Regions from separate parts of the Macaca fascicularis genome. Here region 1 is linked to region 2. The links are chromatin contacts, called in public Hi-C maps. All regions are on one chromosome and are shown on one strand. The core of a region is the stretch at or near the end of the contact, and the rest is flanking DNA. Distances in the headings are between cores, read along the strand shown. Region 1 holds the start of BAK1 (BCL2 antagonist/killer 1). Region 2 holds the start of UQCC2 (ubiquinol-cytochrome c reductase complex assembly factor 2).

Evidence for each region. Hi-C and Micro-C count contacts between places; a contact is called where the count stands out from the background.
Region 1: a Hi-C map of liver shows a contact between it and region 2, with 3 times the contacts expected there. The contact joins the promoter of BAK1 here to the promoter of UQCC2 in region 2. A contact is called at or near these places in 2 of 2 Hi-C or Micro-C datasets (liver and skeletal muscle).

Annotation. Positions count from the first base shown.
Region 1 is chr4:138,115,284-138,120,541 of T2T-MFA8v1.1, reverse strand. It overlaps BAK1 (BCL2 antagonist/killer 1), which reads right to left and starts at 2,594. Exons shown (of 7, transcript XR_012433899.1): 1 at 2,360-2,594.
Region 2 is chr4:137,978,094-137,982,923 of T2T-MFA8v1.1, reverse strand. UQCC2 (ubiquinol-cytochrome c reductase complex assembly factor 2) reads right to left here and starts at 2,328. Exons shown (of 4, transcript XM_005553282.4): 1 at 2,181-2,328. The coding sequence starts at 2,318.

The DNA.
Region 1 (5,258 bases), core at 1,345-3,844, 140 kb before region 2:
GGGCGAGAAAAAGCAGAGATGGGGTGAGCATGGACCTGTGATTGGGGACCCCAGACAGGTTGCCATGTCCACATAGGAGAGAGGGTTCCCCATTCCCAGAAAGGCCCTCAGTCCTCTGGGACTTTGGCCAGGCTGGTCTCAAACTCCTGACCTGTGAGTCTGCCTCTGCTTTCCAAAGTGCTGGGATTACGGGTGTGAGCCACTGTGCCTGGCTTCCTCTGGGACTTTTTATTCTCACTCCAGCATGGGTCCCAGTGAAGTCTGCTGGGAGGAAACAACTTCTGAGCACTTCACTGGTGACCCTTCGAGGGAGACAGGGTAAGAAGGTGAGGCAGCCAAGGGCAGACTGAGGTATCTGCACCCTCGAGGAGAGTGTGGCTGCAGCAGTGCCCGCTGGCTCTCAAGCTCATACCACTCCTGGGGCAAGAGCCTGGGGGGTTTTAGCTGTTCCTGGGGCCTCCTGCAGCCCACCCAGCACATGCTTATTGCAAGCGAGCCACTGCCCAGCCAATGGCCCATGAAGGCTGCCCTCAGAGGCCCTACTTCCCTCTGGCTGGTCAGAACACACCTGTTTTTTAACTCTGGGCTGTTAGCCGCAAACATTTCCTGAGAGCCTAAGATATACTCTCCCACTTAGGAGCACTCTGGGTGTTGAACATTGAAAACTCACATGAACCCAGCAGGGTGAGCACCATCATACCCACTTTGCAGCCTGGAAAAGTGAGGCATAAAGAGTTGAGTGCCCGAGGTCACATCATTAGTGACGGAAAGTCGGGTTGTTTGTCTGAATCTCCATGAGTCCATGTACTCAACAAGCATTTAAGATTTCTTCTTGTTTGTGGACCTCAGAGGGTGTCCCTTCTCAGGGCAACTTTCCCTGTTTACCTCCTGCCTGTGCCTTCCTCACCCCTGCCTTGCAGTGACCGGAGGGAGCCCTCAGGATCAGGGCCTTCTTCGAAGCCCCACAACCTGCCTCGTATTCCCACCACACACCTAGTCTTCTGTCCCCAGCCAACTTTCCTCTTTGCCTGGTCCCGACCGCAGCACCAACGTGCTGTGACCCCTCATCAGGGCGTTTCCTGGATGTCAGCTGTTTCACTTTCAGTTTGCACCCCTCCCAGAGCCCCATTTCCCCAGGCACCCTCCGGCCCTCAGAAGGAAAGCGCCCTCCTCCTATCTCAGAGGCAGGGGGTGTGCAGCCCCACCCTGGGCCAAGCACACAGCCCCACCCCCACCGCCCAGGGCCTGGGGACCTTCGCCCACCCTCCTTCCGCTAGGCCTGGGAGTGTTTTCGAAACTGCCCCAAGAGCTCTCGAGAAGGGGTGGAGGAGGACTGGACCACCTGTGCCCTCACCCAGCTCCCCACTCCTTGCTCTGCCGGACACGGACAGGGCGAAGGCAGACTCTCCTTTCCTCCACCTCTAGGGGCAAGGCCTTGTTAAAACAGAACTTTGCAGCCGGGCACAGTGGCCCACGAGGTCAGGAGTTCAAGACCAGCCTGGCCAACATAATGAAACGCCGTCTCTACTAAAAATACAAAAATTAGCTGGGCATGGTGGCGCACGCCTGTAGTCCCAACTACTCGGGAGGCTGAGGCAGGAGAATCGGTTGAACCTGGGAGGCAGAGGTTGCAGTGAGCCGAAATCGCGCCACTGCACTCGACCCTGGGCAACAGAGTGAGACTCTGTCTCAAAAAACAAAAAATAAAACCCCCACCCCCCCGGAGCTCCTTAAATAAGATGGCCTTCCTTCTTCCCCAGTCTCCAGAACCCAGCACCCTCAGGACAGTAGGGCCAGAGGATGCTGACGGCACCCCCAACTCCCTCTACCAACAACCCAGGCTCCTGAGGGGAGCAGGTAGAGCCTCAGGACACCCCCCAAGGCCAGCAACCTATGCTGACTCAGGCCTAGCTCTGTCCCCCAATCCAAGTGGCCTAAATTCCCGGTGAGGGGAGCCACCCCCGACTTCCTGGGCTTGCTGGGCCCTGATGAATGTTCCCCAGGGATACATGCCTGGCCAGGCCCTGGACCCAGTCTAGGGATGTTGGGCAGCAGGAAGCGCTGAGAAAGTTCTCTCTCTGCCCTTGACCTTGGCTCTGACCTCCACCCCCATCTCCCAGACTGTTAAAGGACCCAGTTCTCACAGTTCTCCGGCATCCAGGGCTGGGGCAAGAGGGGAAGCTGTGAGGGGCAGCCAGAAGTAGGCTTGCCACGATCAGGTCCCCAGCCGGGCAGGCGGACCTGCCCAGGTAAGCTTTGAGCTTCCCCTTCCCCACCCGGCTCCTGGCAGGCTCCCTGCCCCACCCTGGGGCTGGGGCTGCTGAGATTTGGGAGGACGGGCAGGACCCTTCCAGCTTACCTGCCAGGATCCTGGCCCAACCCGGGTGGCTCAGCAGGGCAGAGAGAGAGGTCCCGAGGGGCTGGCGGCTGCTGCTCCCAGGGGCTGAGTGGGAGCTCGGCTTCCAGGAACAGGCGTCAGTGCATTCCTGGCATCTGGATGTAGCCTTTGCTTGTCCCTGTGCTGCCTGAGGGACCCGCGAGACTCCAGTGATCATAGAGGTGCCAGCGGCAACCGGCTCCAATCAGCTCCCTCTAGAGGAAGTTGCTCTGTGGCCACCGGATGCAGACGCACAGGCCTGCAGCCCGGAGGGGTGATCTGGGTGGGCCAGGCCCAGGAGCAGCTCCCGCCCACTTTCCCCACCCCACCTCCCAGCCAGGCAGAGCGGCTGTCAGTGGCCCACTGCTTTTCCCATCCCTGATTCTCAATCCTTGTCTTTGATCTTCTCCCCCATCTCTACATCAATCAATACCAATAAAAAACCCAGGGTGAGAAGTTTCTTAAGCACTGCTGCATGCCTGGCACTTTAGCAACTATTGTCTCGTTGGATCTTCTCAACAACTCTTGTAAGTGAGTGCTGTTGACAATACCCATTCAGATGAACAAACAGAGGCTCAGCTGGTTTAAGGTGCTCTCTAAAGGTCACTGAGCTGGGTTAATAATCAGTTCTGGGCCGGGCGTGGTGGCTCATGCCTGTAATCCCAGCACTTGGGGAGGCTGAGGCGGGCGGATCACTAGGTCAAGAGATTGAGACCATTCTGGCTAACAAAATCAGCTGGGCGTGGTGGGCGGGTGCCTGTAATCCCAGCTACTTAGAAGTCTGAGGCAGGAGAATCGCTTGAACCCGGGAGGCGGAGGTTGCAGTGAGCCAGGATCGCACCATTGGACTCTAGCCCGGGGGACGGTGCAAGACTCCATCTCAAAAAAAAAAAAAAAAAAAAAAAAATAGTAATAATCAGTTCGGGCCGGGCGCGGTGGCTCAAGCCTGTAATCCCAGCACTTTGGGAGGCCGAGACGGGCGGATCATGAGGTCAGGAGATCGAGACCATACTGGCTAACACGGTGAAACCCCATCTCTACTAAAATACAAAAAAAATTAGCCGGGCGAGGTGGCGGTTGCCTGTACTCCCAGCTACTCGGGAGGCTGAGGCAGGAGAATGGCGTGAACCCGGGAGGCGGGGCTTGCAGTGAGCTGAGATCCAGCCACTGCACTCCAGCCTGGGCAACAGAGCCAGACTCCGTCTCAAAAAAAAAAAAAAAAAAAAATCAGTTCTGTAGTCGCGTTGGGGAATACTAATACTAAATTGAGATTCAACCTGCAATTCAGACCTGTGCACCATGCACCTTGGTGGTCTCTGGAGATCTGAAATCCTGAAGGTGATAGTGAAGTAAACGGAGATTAAAACTCAATAGAGGCCGGGCACGGTGGCTCACGCCTGTAATCCCAACACTTTGGAAGGCCGAGGTGGGAGGATTACTTGACCCCAGGAGTTCAAGACCAGCCTGGGCAACAAAGGGAGACCATGTCTCTACAGAAAAAAAAATTAAAAACTAGCTGGGTATGGTGGTTCACACCTGTGCGTGTGGTGGTCCCAGCTACCTAGGATACTGAGGCAGGAGGATCACCTGAGCTGCGGAAGTTGAGGCTGCAGTGAGCCATGTTTGCACCACTGCATTCCAGCCTGGGTGACAGAGCAAGACCCTGTCTCAACAACAACAACAAAAAAGGCAGCCAGCTGTGGTGTGTCACGCCTATAATCCCATCACCCCTCCAGGCTGCCTATAATCCCATCCCAGCCATTTGGGAGGCCAAGGCAAGAGAATCGCTTGAGGCCAGGTGCAGGAGTTCCAGGCCAGCCTGGGCAACAGCAATACCCTGCTTATATGGAAAAAAAAAAATTAGCAAAGCATGGTGGTGTATGCCTGTGGTCTTAACTACTGGGGAGGCTGAGGTGGGAGGATTGCTTGAGCCCAGGAGGTTGAGGCTGCAGTGAGCTGTGATCGTACCAGGGCAACAGAGGGAGAGTTCTGTCTAAAAAAAAAAAAAGGCCGGGCATGGTGGCTCCCGCCTGTAATCCCAGCACCTTGGGAGCCCTAGGCAGGCAGATCACCTGAGGCCAGGAGTTCAAGACCAGCTTGCCCAACACAGCGAAACCCTGTCTCTTTTAAAAATACAAAAAAGGGAGGCCGAGGCAGGCGGATCACGAGGTCAGGATATCGAGACCATCCTGGCTAACATGGTGAAATCCCCATCTCTACTAAAAATACAAAAAAATTAGCCAGGCATGGTGGCGGGTGCCTGTAGTCCCAGCTACACGGGAGGCTGAGGCAGGAGAATGGCGTGAACCCAGGAGGCGGAGTTTGCGGTGAGCCAAGATCACGCCACTGCACTCTGGCCTGGGCAGCAGAATGGCAACAGAATGAGACTCTGTTTAAAAAAAAAAAAAAATGGTCAGGTGCAGTGGTTCACGCCTGTAATCCCAGCACTTTGGGAGGCCGAGGCTGGCGGATCACCTGAGGTTGGAAGTTTGAGACCAGCCTGACCAACATGGAGAAACCCCATCCCTATTAAAAATACAAAATTAGCCTGGCGTGGTGGCACATACCTGTAATCCTAGCTACTCAGGAGACTGAGGCAGGAGACTCGCTTGAACCCGGGAGGCAGAGTTGCGGTGAGCTGCGATTGAGCCATTGCACTCCAGCCTGGTCAACAAGAGCGAAACTCCATCACACACACAAATAAAAGGCGGGCATGGTGGCGTGCACTTATAATCCCAGCTACTTGGGAGGTTGAGGCAGGAGAATCACTTGAACCCGGGAGGCGGAGGTGGCAGTGAGCTGAGATTGCACCACTGCACTCCAGCCTGGGTGACAAGAACGAAACCCTGTCTCAAAAAAATAAAATTAAAATAGGGTTGGG
Region 2 (4,830 bases), core at 1,079-3,578:
CACAACCAATTATTTACTTATCCATTCAGACATTTACTGAGTGTTTTTTATGGGCCAAGGACTATGCTAGACACTGGTAGGGGAGAGGGGGAAAGATAAAAATGGCATCATCTCTATTTTCAGGAAGCTCATACTAAAAACATGCAGGGAGTACAGCTTTAGGAAGCTCACGGGGTTTGTAGAATTGGGACTAGATAAGATTCTTGCCTTAAAGATCTTTCCACTTTGGGCCAGTGAAGACCACCATGAACAATGGGAGGGCCCTGGGTATTGTATAACCTGGGCCAGACACTCCCCAGGCTGTCAGCCAATCAGCAGTCCAGTCACAATGATGCCACTGGGCGTGCTCCTGCTCCTTTAGGTGGGCTGGCTTGGCTCTGTTTCGGGCTAAGCTAAAAAAAAAAAAAAAAAAAAAAAAAAGACCATGTTCCTTCTTTGACAGGTCTTGGCCAAGTTTCGCAAGTCATTTCTTCAGACTGTGTGTGTATGTATCTCATTTCATTTCTGGTCTCTTGCCCGAGCCCCAAGCTCAAATATAGCACGCCTACTTGACATTGCCACTAGGAAATCAGTGTACTTGGCATCTCAGGTTTAACCTGCTTAACACCGAACTCAAGATATTCTTCCTACACTTCACCTATTCCTGCCTCAGTAAATGGCACCATCTTAGACCTAGATGCTCAGGCCAAAAAAAATCTAGGTGCTATCTTTGGTTCCTCTCTTTTCCTTTATCCCACATCCCACATATCAGCAAGTCCTGCTGACTCAACCTGCACATAACCTGAATCCAGCCACTCCCATCTTCTGTGCTGCCATCCTCATCCAACCCCCCACCATCGCTCGCTTATAGTACCATAATCGGCTTCTCTCCAGCCGCCTTGCTTTTTTGTTATTGCCCCCTATAGCCCACTCACCACATAGAATCAGAATAGTCTTAAAAAAAGTAAATTAGGGCACATCAGTCCCCTCACTAAACATCCCCAGTGACTTCTCACTGGCCTTACAATGAGGTCTAACAGCTAATCAGAGCAGATAATATGCTACTGTGTCTGGCTCCTGACCTCCACCTTAGCAAACTCCACCTTACTCACTACCCTGCAGCCATTCTGGCTTTCTTTCTGTCCTGGAACATGTCAATCTGCCTCCTGCCTTTGGGCATGCGCAGTGTCTGGAATGTCCTTCCCGCCAAGTGTACATGGCTGGCTCATCCTCTTGCCTTAGGTCTTACCTATGTGTCATCTCCTCAGAAAGACCCGACTAATAACATTACTCTTTTATCATGCTACCCTATTTTCTATTGATCACAGTACTTATCTGTCTTATGTAGACCTACTTGTTTATTGTGTCCTGAACTACAATGTAAAACTTCATGCGGGCAGGACTTCACCTGTTTTACACTGCTGTTTCCCTAGCACTGCTCCAGGCATATGGTAGGTGCTCAATAAATACGAGCTATATGAACGAATGAATCGCAGAGCTGCAGCGCCAACCTGGAGGAGAGCAAGAACGTAGGCCTACTACTCACACACAGCTACATGAGCTGAGGACCCAAACCTGCTGCACAGGCTTACAGGGCTCAGGAAGAACGCAAACGCTTAGCCGGGACCTGCAGTTTACTGGGGATTAGCTCAGTCAATACACAACACTGCGAGATAATGAGGTAACGTTACCGTGACACGGGAGCAAAAAGCTGAGGCTGTCACCAGCTGCCACTGGTGTTGTGGATCTCAACTGTCTGCACCTTGAATCACCTGGAGAGCTTTTAAAACACTGAGGTCAAGATCCCACCCCTAGAGATTCTGTATCTTAAGTTTTTGTTTGTTTTTTGATTTGCGGAGACGGAGTCCCACTATGTTGCCCAGGCTGACCTCCTGGGCTCAAGCGATCCTCCCGCCTCCGCCTCTCAGAGTGCTGGGATTATAGGTGTGAACCACCGCGCCCGGCCCATCTGGAGTTTTAAAAAAGCTTCCTCGGCAATTCCAAAGTGCAGCGGGGGGAGAGCGCTGAGTAGAAAGAGCGTAGCTCTCAGTAGCTCCCTGGGGAGAAACGGGGGTCTGCGCTCACGTGCGGCCTGGAAGGAGGACGCGCGCATGCGCAGATCCCGCTGATAGCGCGCTAGCTGGCCCCGCCCCTGCCTCGTCCTTTCCTCCCCTCGTCCCAGCCGCCTCCCCGCCGGTCACCTGGGTATTCTCTCCCTCCCGAAAGGCCTGTGCTACCCGCTGTCGCAGGTAAGCGCCCAAGTCCCGGCCCCGTTTGGTCTCGTCCACTGGCCATTCCTCACAGAGCTTAAGAAAACGCCGGTACCGGCTGGCCGCCATTTTGGGCCCCGTGTGTTCCCGCCTTAGGGGGAGGAGTCGCCGCCAATGGATGGTACTTGCGCACTAAGTCTCGCCGCCTTAGGAGTGGGGCGGGAGGCCGAAGTGGGCATGCGCGACTTTGCAGGCGCCCAGTTACTCTCCGGGTAGGGGCGCTGCTCGCCTTTCTCTGCAAAGCGAGCTAATTCAGTCGTCCTCCTCCTGGAACCGGCCCAGCTCCCAGGGGCAAGGCGGACGTGGAGTACCTGAGGGACAGCTTTGCTTCTCTTTTTCAATGACTGCACAAGCTTGAGACTAAAAAACCCTCCTCCGAGGCCTCCGCTGTTTTGCATAAACCAATACATTTGCATGTAAATACAGGTTACTGGATGAAGATGTGTTTGAACGTTGTTCGTGTGTGCCCCTGTACTTGTCACTATCCCTTGGTACTCTGCCGCAGTTCCTTCTTTAGTGCTTCCTAGTTCTTGTTCCTCTCTGCCCAGTCCCTGCTAGTATCCCTTCTGTTCCCCCCTTCCTACCCCTCATAAGCCAAACATTTTTCTCTGGGAGGCCCAGGTTTTCTAGAATGAGCAATGCGAACTGGGTTGATTCAGAAAAACTGTTTTTTTGTTTTTTTTTTTTACAATTTATTAATTTTGTATTGTGGTAAAATACGCATAACAAAATTTACTATCTTAACCATTTTGTTTTAGACAAGGTCTTGCTATGTGGCCCAGGCTGGTCTCAAACTCCTGGGCTCAAGTGATCCTCCCACCTTGGCCTCCCAAAGTGCTGGGATTACAGGTGTGAGCCACCACACCTGGCCTTAACCTTTTTTTTTTTGAGATAGAGTCTTGCTCTGTCACCCAGACTGGAGTGCAGTGAATGGCGCAACCTCTGCCTCCCGGGTTCAAGTGATTCTCCTGTCTCAGCCTCCGGAGTAGCCGGGATTATAGGCGGCCCGCCACCATGCCCGGCTATGTTTTGTATTTTTAGTAGGGATGGCGTTTTGCCATGTTGGCCAGACTGGTCTGGAACTCCTGACCTCAGGTGATCCGCCTGCCTCGGCCTCCCAAAGTGCTGGGATTACAGGAGTGAGCCACGGTGCCCGGCCAGCCATTTTTAAGTGTACAGTTCATAGGTATGAAATAGCACTGAATAATATTGTGCAGCCATCACACCATCTCCCTAACTCTTGTAAAACTGAAACTCTATACTCATTGAACAATAAATCCCCATTCCCCCCTCTCCCCCCAGCCCCTGGCAACGACCGTTCTATTTTGTCTGTATGATTTTGACTACTCTAGGTACCTCATGTAAGTGGAATCCTGCAATATTTTTGCGACTGGCTTATTTTGCTTAGCATAATATCTTCACCTCAAGGTTCATTCATTTTGTAGTATATGTCAGAATTTCCTTCCTTTTTAAGGCTGAGTAATACTCCGTTGCGTGTATGTCCTACATTTTGTTTATGCATCCATTGATAGACACTTAGGTTGCCTCCATGTTTTAGCTCTTGTGAGTAATGCTGCTATGAACATGGATGTACAGACATCTCAAGACTTTGCTTTCAACTCTTTTGGTATATACCCAGAAGTGGAATTGCTGGATCATATGGTAATTCTATTTTAAGTTTTTTGAGGAACTGCCATACTGTCTTCCACAGCAGCTGCACCATTTTACACTCCCACCACCAGTGCACAAGGGTTCCAATTTCTCCACATCCTTACCAACATTTGTTATTTTCTGGTTTTTTGATAGTAACCATCGTAATGGGTGAGAGCTGTATCTCAATGTAGCTTTGAGTTGTGTTTCTCTAATGATTAGTGATATTGAGTATCTTTTTATGTGCTTAGCCATTTGTATATCTTCAGAGAAATACCTGTTCAAGTCCTTTACCTGTTTTTAATCGGGTTTTTTTTTGTTGTTGTTGTTATTGAGTTTTAGGAGTTCTTTGTATATTCCAGATATTAATTCCTTGACAGCTATGTGATTTCAAAATACTTTCTCCCGTTAAAATGTGTTTGTTTTACCAAGTCTTCTCTTATATGTCTCTAGCTACATCACCATGTGAACTGATTTTTGTTCTCAAAAGACTGTCCCACCATCTGCATTTTTCATAAGGAAGCCTCAGTGTATCTCTACTGTCCTGTATTTAGCCAAGACCATCCAATGTGTACAAAACTTTGCTTCCTCCAAACCTTTTCCTTCTTGCCCTACCTACATTTTAAAGGTAAATCTAGGAGAGTCCTGCCTTCAAGAAGTTGACAGCCAAGTCTGGGAATGTGTACATAACCAGGACATAAAGTTACAGATGACAAGAGCTTTAACTGAAGTGTTAGACAATGCTAGAAAGTTTGGAGAAACACAGGCCTGCTGTTCAGAGGAGAGTGGGAGAAGATCAGGGATGGCTCCAAGAATAACCAGAGGCAGGCCTGGGGTGGCAGTGGGAAAGAGAGGGAGGAGTTTAATTTGAGGAAAGATCAGTGGGTGATTTTAACTGGAATGACTTTAACTGTTCCGAAGATGTTAAGAG